Linked DNA regions of Cricetulus griseus: region 2 is linked to region 1. The links are chromatin contacts, called in public Hi-C maps. All regions are on one chromosome and are shown on one strand. The core of a region is the stretch at or near the end of the contact, and the rest is flanking DNA. Distances in the headings are between cores, read along the strand shown. Region 1 holds the start of Syt17 (synaptotagmin-17). Region 2 holds the start of LOC100767716 (vesicle-associated membrane protein 4-like).

What was found. Hi-C and Micro-C count contacts between places; a contact is called where the count stands out from the background.
Region 2: a contact with region 1 is called in a Hi-C map of the CHO-K1 cell line, with 5 times the contacts expected there. The contact joins the promoter of LOC100767716 here to the promoter of Syt17 in region 1. A contact is called at or near these places in 3 of 8 Hi-C or Micro-C datasets (the CHK-Q cell line, the CHO-K1 cell line and fibroblasts).

What each region holds. Positions count from the first base shown.
Region 1 is chr3:82,171,079-82,174,934 of CriGri-PICRH-1.0, reverse strand. It overlaps Syt17 (synaptotagmin-17), which reads right to left and starts at 1,580. Exons shown (of 8, transcript XM_027410157.2): 1 at 1,566-1,580. The coding sequence starts at 1,580.
Region 2 is chr3:82,323,044-82,327,345 of CriGri-PICRH-1.0, reverse strand. LOC100767716 (vesicle-associated membrane protein 4-like) reads right to left here and starts at 2,982. Exons shown (of 1, transcript XM_035441316.1): 1 at 2,514-2,982. The coding sequence starts at 2,939. The coding sequence ends at 2,514.

The DNA.
Region 1 (3,856 bases), core at 331-2,830:
ATGCACAACTTATACATCCCCTCCTAGCCTACAGTTCAGATACCACTGTGACTGCTAAATAGCTGTGTGACCTTGACAAGTGACTTTACTTCTCTGTGCTGAAATATGGTTTTAGGTAGCTGAGCAGTGAGTGACCTACCACTGTAATCCCAGCACTCAGAAGACAGCGGCAGGAGAATCACAAGGCTAACCTGGCTATATAGTGAGAGCCTGTCTCAGAAAAAGAAAATGTATTAATTCGATGAAGAACCATAAAAACTTGTTTCACTGTTCTCTGCTCACTCCCTTGGACATCAGAGGGGAAGGGACTGTGACCTATGTCCTCAGGGATGTTCCATAATTGCTGTCATTCTGGTGTCGTTAAGCAACTATTGAACAGTATTCCAACAACTTCCAAGACACAGTAGATGTACAGTAAATGTGACCTTCATTGAACTTGAAATCAGGACCTAGGCAATCCATGAAAAATTTGCAAACCATTCCTGGGGATCAAAGCCAGAGGAGGACCTGGTGGTCAAGTTCCACCAGGTGACAGACCATTGGAGGAGCTGGGGACAAGAGATCAGGAGAGCCCTAGAGGGTCTGCAGTCGTCCCCCGCCCCCCGCCCCCCCCGCCCTCCGCCCCCAGCTAAGGCTGGGAGAGGGAAGATGAGTCCCTGGACCTGGGATCCAGTCTGCTGGCTTCCTCTCTGGCTAAGAGCAGGCAGCCCTAGAACCCCCCGCAGCTCCTGGTATCTATTTACTGGTCTGACCGCGTGACCTTGGCGATGACCTGTCACCACTTTGCAATTTGCAAAAGAAACGGTTTTCTTTGCCAAGCAGAACAGTCCATCCCCATCCGCCCCCTCCAAAGGTGTGTGTGTGGGGGGGAGATAGGGGGTACTTGGAAATTCTCTCCGTCTGAGTCTTGGGGGTGGTCTCTGTGTGTGTGTGTGTGTGTGTGTGTGTGTGTGTGTGTGTGTGTGTGTGTGTGTGTGTGTGTGTGGTGTGTGTATGTGTGTCTGCACTTCTCAGACCTCAATGGACTGAAGTAACTGTCTCCACAGCCCTCATCAGAGGGCACTGGTCTCTGGATGTCCCCACCCCTCTGCACCCAGTGCCGGGGCGAACGATGTCCTTGTCCCTCCAGGTCTGAACAGCTGCCTCCAGCTGGCTCCACCGGCCAATTAGCCGGAGCCGTCACCACGGCAACGGGCGCTGGCGGGCCGGGTGGCTGGCGCGCCCCGGGCCGCCCTCCCGCGGCCCCTCCCCTGGGGTGGGTGCTGGGGGGACGGGGGGGCGTGCAAAGTCACCCTACGGTCTCCCCTTCCAAGGAGACGAGTGCGAGGATGCAGGCCCCACGCAGGGCCCTCCATATCGGGTCTGTGGTCCCCTGCCCAGGCTCCAGGACACGCACAGGTGCCTGCTCTGGGGAACCCGTTGTTTTGTTGTTTTTTGTGGGTTTTTTTTTTTCCTCCAGTAAGTTTGTGGGAGCCGGCGGGTGCGCACTCCTGCGTCGCGCGCTCCCGGCAGAGGGGGCGCGGTCCCCACTATCCCCTGGCGGTCGCCCCCAGCCACAGTCCTACCTGGATGTACGCCATCTTCGCCCGCGCTCACTCACTCCGGCCCGGGCATGGCGTCGCCACAGCCCCTTTGCCCTCGCCGGCCCGGCGAGGTGGCACAGCCAGCCGGCAAGACACCAGTGGGCGGCCGGGTGGCCCCAGACGTGACTGGCGTGACTGATGAGCGGTGCCCGCCCCTCCACCGGCCGCCCCGTCCTTGCCCAGCTCTGCGGGGCCGCCTCCCTGGAGCGCAGAACCGGGATGCCCCGAGGTCCCCGGCTTCAGCTTCTGGTGGACCAGCACCCACACCCACACCTTGGGGCGCTCCCGGGTTGCAATGAAGCGGGCTCCTGGCCAGGAAGTCCCGGGCGAGCCGCGGGAACTGCGGCGACCCCGGAGCAGGCGGGGCTGGCGACGCTGGGGCCCAAGCGCGGGAGGCGGGGGAGGGGATGGGGACCGCGAAGGGGTGGGCGGAGGCGGTGCCCCGGTCAGCGCCGCCGGCAGGCACTAGAGTGGTACCGATCCACTGCCTGATCGACAGCAGGGCTTCCGGGGCGCCTGAGAGGCTGAGGTGACACCGCGCAGCACACTGTGGGGTCTGGAGTTGGAAGGTCCGCTTCATCCTTCCCTCTCCCCAAGCTGCTTGGCTAAAGTTTTATGCCAGCCGCACACGACGCGCCTAGAACCGGGCTGGGGAGTGTGTAGAAGCTGAATGGCAGGCGCCACCTATTTAAGGTGGACCTGGCAGTCCCCAGGACAGTGCTGAGGCAGGGGAACTGTTATCCTCGCTCGGCTCTGTGTGGGACCCTTTACCCTAACCATCTCGGCTGGAGCCCAGGACGCAACAGGTCTGGGGCAGGGCGGCCGCGCAGCGCCACCCAGCGTCCGGCTGCGCCCGGGGCGTGACGGCTCGAGGGCAACTGGGATCCCAGTGTCCAGGACCTGTCGCTGCCGGTCTGCTTCGCCTGCCAGCCCGCGGGGCTGAACCCCAGCACTGGAAGATTGCCAGCACATCTCCCAGCCCAGGGTCTCCGCTGCAAGGCCACTGAGGTTGGTGCAAGCCTCCCGCTAGGGATTTGAGGTAGAACGGGGCCCTCCTCGAGTTTCTATTTTCCATCACTGGCAGCTGGTGTCGCTGCTCACCAACTCATCGAGTTGTCATTTCAACCTCTTGGCGTCCCGATCTTTTCACCAATAAAAATGGGATCAAATTTCTGCCCAGCCTAGCCTCCAGGGGAGATAAATGAGTAAAGGAATATGGAAGTAATTAAGTATGTAATGCACACAAGGAAAAATCTAGCATTTGGGAGTACGACAGTTGTAGCACAGCATGCGATGTGTTGAATAACTCGATCCTCTGAGCCTAACAGCCTTCACCTTCATCAGAGCAGCTGTGCTACTTGTAAGAGAACATGGAGATAGGGCTTGTTGACTGGTGGCCTTTCCTCATATGAGGCGGTGTTGGTGAGGGCCGCTGGACCCTCGCCTTAGATTCTGGCTGCTTCCTCGGAACCTCCAGCCATTTGTATGTAATTCTGTCCTAATTGCATGCAGCCTCACTGTCTTCTGAGATGCTAGAGTATAGACTGTGGAAGGTTAATTTGAAGCCAGTTAGGTTGGTGGGATGACTTTCATATATGCAGCTATACAGCTAAGAGGAAGTGAGAGGTTTTTTCCCAGTGGTGCAGCTGCTTTGGGGGGTCACCCACACTCCTCTAAGTAACCCCTCACCCATGCTCTGTAAGAAAGCCAAATAAACTCTGTCCCTCTAAGCTGGATTATGGTGAACTTGCACTTTGCTTTGTCTTTGGAGTCCTTTGTGGGGAGTGTTTGTGTTTCTCTTGGGGAAGAACACATTGAGAATGGATAATGGGTCAAAGTCCATGTTTCCAGAACAACACTGCAGTGCCTTGGCCCTGTCATGTGTCTCTTCTACAGAGCCCAGAGCACGGTAGGTCCTTAGCAAGGTGTCCGCTTGTTGCTTCAGTCTCTGCTAAACCTGTACTGGGTTTAGCCCCTATTTAAAGATGAGGAGACTGAGGTACAGAGAGGTAAGGCCACTCCCCAAGATACTGACTGCCTTCCTCGAACTTGGCAGGCTTAACAGCCTTACAGTATGTACATGTGTTTATTTAGTGTTTCCCTTGTGAGGGAGGGGCTTCACAGAGGAAGCATACTCCTTGGAGAGATGAGAGGGGGCTATAAGAGTTTGATAGTCATTTCTATAAATAATAATATCTAACTTACATTACTATTAATAATTTTGAAATTAATTCTCACTATGTAGCCCAGGCTGGCTTCAGACTCCAGATCCA
Region 2 (4,302 bases), core at 1,733-4,232, 150 kb before region 1:
CGCCTACTTAATGTTTCCACCAATGTAGTTAAAACAAAACAAAACAAAAACAAAAACAAAAACAAAAAAACAAAATGCCTTGATGGGGACTGGAAAGATGGCTCAGAGGTTAAGAGAACTGGCTGCTCTTCCAGAGATCCTGAGTTCAATTCCCAGCAACCACATCGTGGCTCACAACCATCTGTAATGAGATCTGGGCCCTTTTCTGACCTGCAGCATGTAGGTAGAGCACAGCATATAAAATAAAATAAATAAATCTTAAAACAAAACAAAACAAAACAAAAACCTTAATTGGGGGCTGGAGATGGCTCAGCGGTTAAGAGACTGGCTGTTCTTCCAAAATTCCAGAGTTTGATCCCAGAAATCATGTGGTAGCTCACAACTATCTATAGTAGGATTTGATACCCTCTTCCACCAGGACGGCACACATGCAGATAGAGCACTCACATCCATAAACAAATAAAATATAAAAAATCTCACCCTGATTCATGACCTTCTTTGTTCTGTTAGTTTAAAGAAATTTTTTTTCATTTTCTACAAAATAGTTTATTTTGGTTTATTTGCTGTTTACTATGGAGAAGCTACAAATACATTCCTTATGAAAACAAAGGAGTGAACTTTGTAGCACTGTAAAACATAAATGGTCATGAGGAATTGAGAAGCCAGGAAAAGGGGCATGGCATCTAACATTGCTCATCTCCCATAATACTCCTTAAATGCCAAAGGCACTTGCCCAAATGGTTAAATCAGGGATTTCAGGATGTAAAATAATGACATACAACTAAGACATAAAAACAATGCTTGAGTTTTCTTATCACTAATATTTTACTAAATCCTCAGACATATACAATTTACAGTTTTAAAATAACATGATTTTATTTCATAATCTTTTCAAGTGAAAAGAAGCTAATGCAACACTGTAAAACCAGAATTTTTCTATACTCAATTATAACAAGAACATGTTTATCTCTAGGTAATCACCTAATCACCTCTCAGTACACATTGGAAATCAGCTCTCACCAGCACGGAGTGACTTCTAGAGCAAAACCTCTCCCCCCACCTTTGTCTAGGGTCTGCCAGGGTACTGCAGTGCCGAGAGACACAACAGGACATAGCCCTTGCTTCACAAGTTTACACTTATCCCAACTGGATTAGCAATGTTTTTCTTTTCATCATCCGTACTCACTTGTTCTAAGTAGCTTTGTAAAATAAAACATGAGCCAGAATAAAAGTGTGCTCCCATCCCTTATTCTACCTGACATATGAAAATAAATACCAGATTAAGACTGACATCAGGCTTAAAGAGAAGGCCCATGTGCACATGGTGGTGCCCACGTGTAGTCTCAGCTACTTTTGAGGCTAAATTGGAAAGATCACTTGAGCCCAAGAATTCTTTCTTTGATCAAAAAGAAAAAGCCTGCAGGGCATGGTGGCACACACCTTTAATCACAGCACTTGGGAGGCAGAGGCTGGTGGCTCTCTGAGTTTGAGGCCAGCCTGGGCCACATAGTCTCAAAACCAAGACACACAAAATAGGCTCAGATTCCATCAGTCTAAGGGAAGGTGGCATTTGTATGGACTAAGATGGCCCTCTTTTGCTCCTTCTGACCCATTGTCTTTATACTGTTCTATGGCAACTGCCTTCCCAAAACATGTTTAGATTGACTCATGTTCTTAGTACTACTCACAGAAAAGTAAAACTGACTCTAATAACATTTCTATGGCAAAACACAAAATTTGATTGATAGTATAGTCCTTAAGTTAGAAACGCTCTGACTCAATACAACTAATGACATTTATGTTCAACACTAAAAAGACCTCTTGCATATTTTCTAACCATAAAGTATATACAAGATGTGAATACAAGTCTGTTTGGGCTACAGTGCTGACAAGGACATAGAACACGTGGAAGTGGCAAGGAGAGATATCAAACTCTTTCCACGTCTGATCCTCAGCCTGTGTGTGTGTGTGTGTGTGTGTGTGTGTGTGTGTGTGTGTGTGTGTGTGTGTGTATTTACAGAGTACCGGCATGCTACCCAGAACACGAAGTGTAGATTCTGCTATTAAAAGGCCAACAGTACTTTCTAACACAGAGCCCAGGAGCCCAGGAGCCCAGGAATGAACTGTAATGACAGTCCCAGGAATCCCTGTACCTGACATGTATTACTCTTTCTCCATTTTAAACAATGTTCCATCACCAATACTGGACCCTCTTTTACTCAGTGTATTTCCCAGTTTATAAAACTTTGGGACAATTTCCAATGGGTTTTGTTAGGATAAAGGAATCCAAGGTCACAGGTGCTACTGAGCTATGACCAGGAGGAAGAACCCACTCATCACAAACTGCTGCAAGGGAAAAAGACTTCTGTTTTGGACAAATCACAAGGGCACACTTCAGGCATGGAATAGTGACCTGATTTCACTGGGCATCAACTAACATTAGCAAAGCTACTTGAATGCTTCTGTTGATCTTCACTGTTGTTAAATGATGATAGTTTTGATGGTGGTAAACTTCATTTTTTCAAGTGCAGGATGATCTGAGTGATAATCAATAGCAAAAGGATAGCTGCAGCCAAAGCCATGATGGCTTTTATTTTGCATCCACGCCACCACATTTGCCTTTGGAGTTGTTTGGATCTGTTGCTGAAAGCGGTTGCATTATCCGATAAGCTTTCTGATTTGTCCTGCAGTTCATCTAGTCTCTCTCCTCTTTCAATTACCTTTGTAATATTTTCTTGCATTACATCAATAACTTCATCCACCTGATTCTGAACATGCTTAATTTTATCATTTCTAGGCCCAAATCTTGGTCCAGACAGTCCCCGTAGAAAAAAGTCCTCCTCTTCATCTGAATCATCTTCCAAAAGATTTCTCCTTTCACTTTTCACAGACCCAGTGACATCATCATCACTTAGGTGTTGCTTGAACTTGGGAGGCATACTTTCTGCTTACAAACACTCTTCTATTTCCCACAGAGTAAGAATTTGCCTGGGGCTGGAGAGATGGCTCAGAGGTTAAGAGCACTGCCTGCTCTTCCAGAGGTCCTGAGTTCAATTCCCAGCAACCACATGGTGCTCACATGGTGGCTCACAGCCATCTGTAATGAGATCTGGTGCCCTCTTCTGGTGTGCAGATATACATGGAAGCAGAATGTTGTATACATAATAAATAAATAAAATCTAAAAAAAAAAAAAAAAGAATTTGCCACCTGAGGCTCCGGAGGAGCTCTGGGCAGCAATCCCTGCTGGCTGCGCAGGGCGGGCCTGGGAGGAAGCGGAAGCTGAGGAAGGAGGGTGGGAGGGGAGAAGACCGAGGGCGCTCCGTGATGCTGCAGCGTCCCCTAAAGAAAATCTTTATAAGACTTCTTCCACTGGACATGGAGAGGTGGTTCAGTGGTTAAGAGCACTGGTTGCCCTTTTAGAGGTCCAGGTTCCACTCAGCATCCACATGATGGCTCACAATGGTCTGTAACTGCAGTCCCAGGGGATCTGATGCCCTTTGCAGTCCTCTTCAGGCATCAGGCAGAGACATGGTACAGAGACATGGAATTTGGTGTAACCTAAACTGCATTCCTAGGTCACAATCTCTCTTTCTTGTCTGTAGAGTAAACTATCTCTTATTCCCTTTGATGGTAGAGATGTGTTTATGTGTTAACGGAAGGTTAGGTTGTTTGCATGTGTGGTGAGAGCCCTGGCTTTGCCCTTTGTTTTTTCATGGAGCCCAGAGCCTCATACATGTGCTATTACTCTACTATCCAGTTACAGTCCTAGCCTGAATCTTTGTAAAAACTAGCAATGGTTTTCTCCATCTGCTTCCATTTCCATGCACGTTCTAGCAGCATCCTTGTGGTTTGGTACCCATTTTCCAAAGCGTGACCCAGCAGCACAGGGCCTTCTTTAAGTCAGGGCCACTTCATCAATCAGGATCTGATCACATGGCAGGCTGAGCTCTCCTGGACCAGGCAGGGAGCCCTGGGTCCTGACAGCCGGCTGCCACTGTCTGCAGGGCTCTTAGCTGGGGAGACAGAAGCCAAATGCTTCCCAACGATCCTGGAAAATTAGTTTAGCACTGTCTGCCAGGTTCAGTGACTCAGAGGCAGCCAGGCAAGCCACAGCTTATTGGCCCTGGAGTGGGAACAAGAACAATGTTGTCATGAATTCAAAGCAGGACAGGAGAGCTGGGAGGCAGGGCAGGTGAGGCTCTTCAGCTTGCTTCTAGGGCCCTTTCCAGATGACTCAGGGTTTAGATTGTAGAGGAACCAGAGACTCCTAGACAGCAGGAGTATAAGGCAAAGCCATTGGT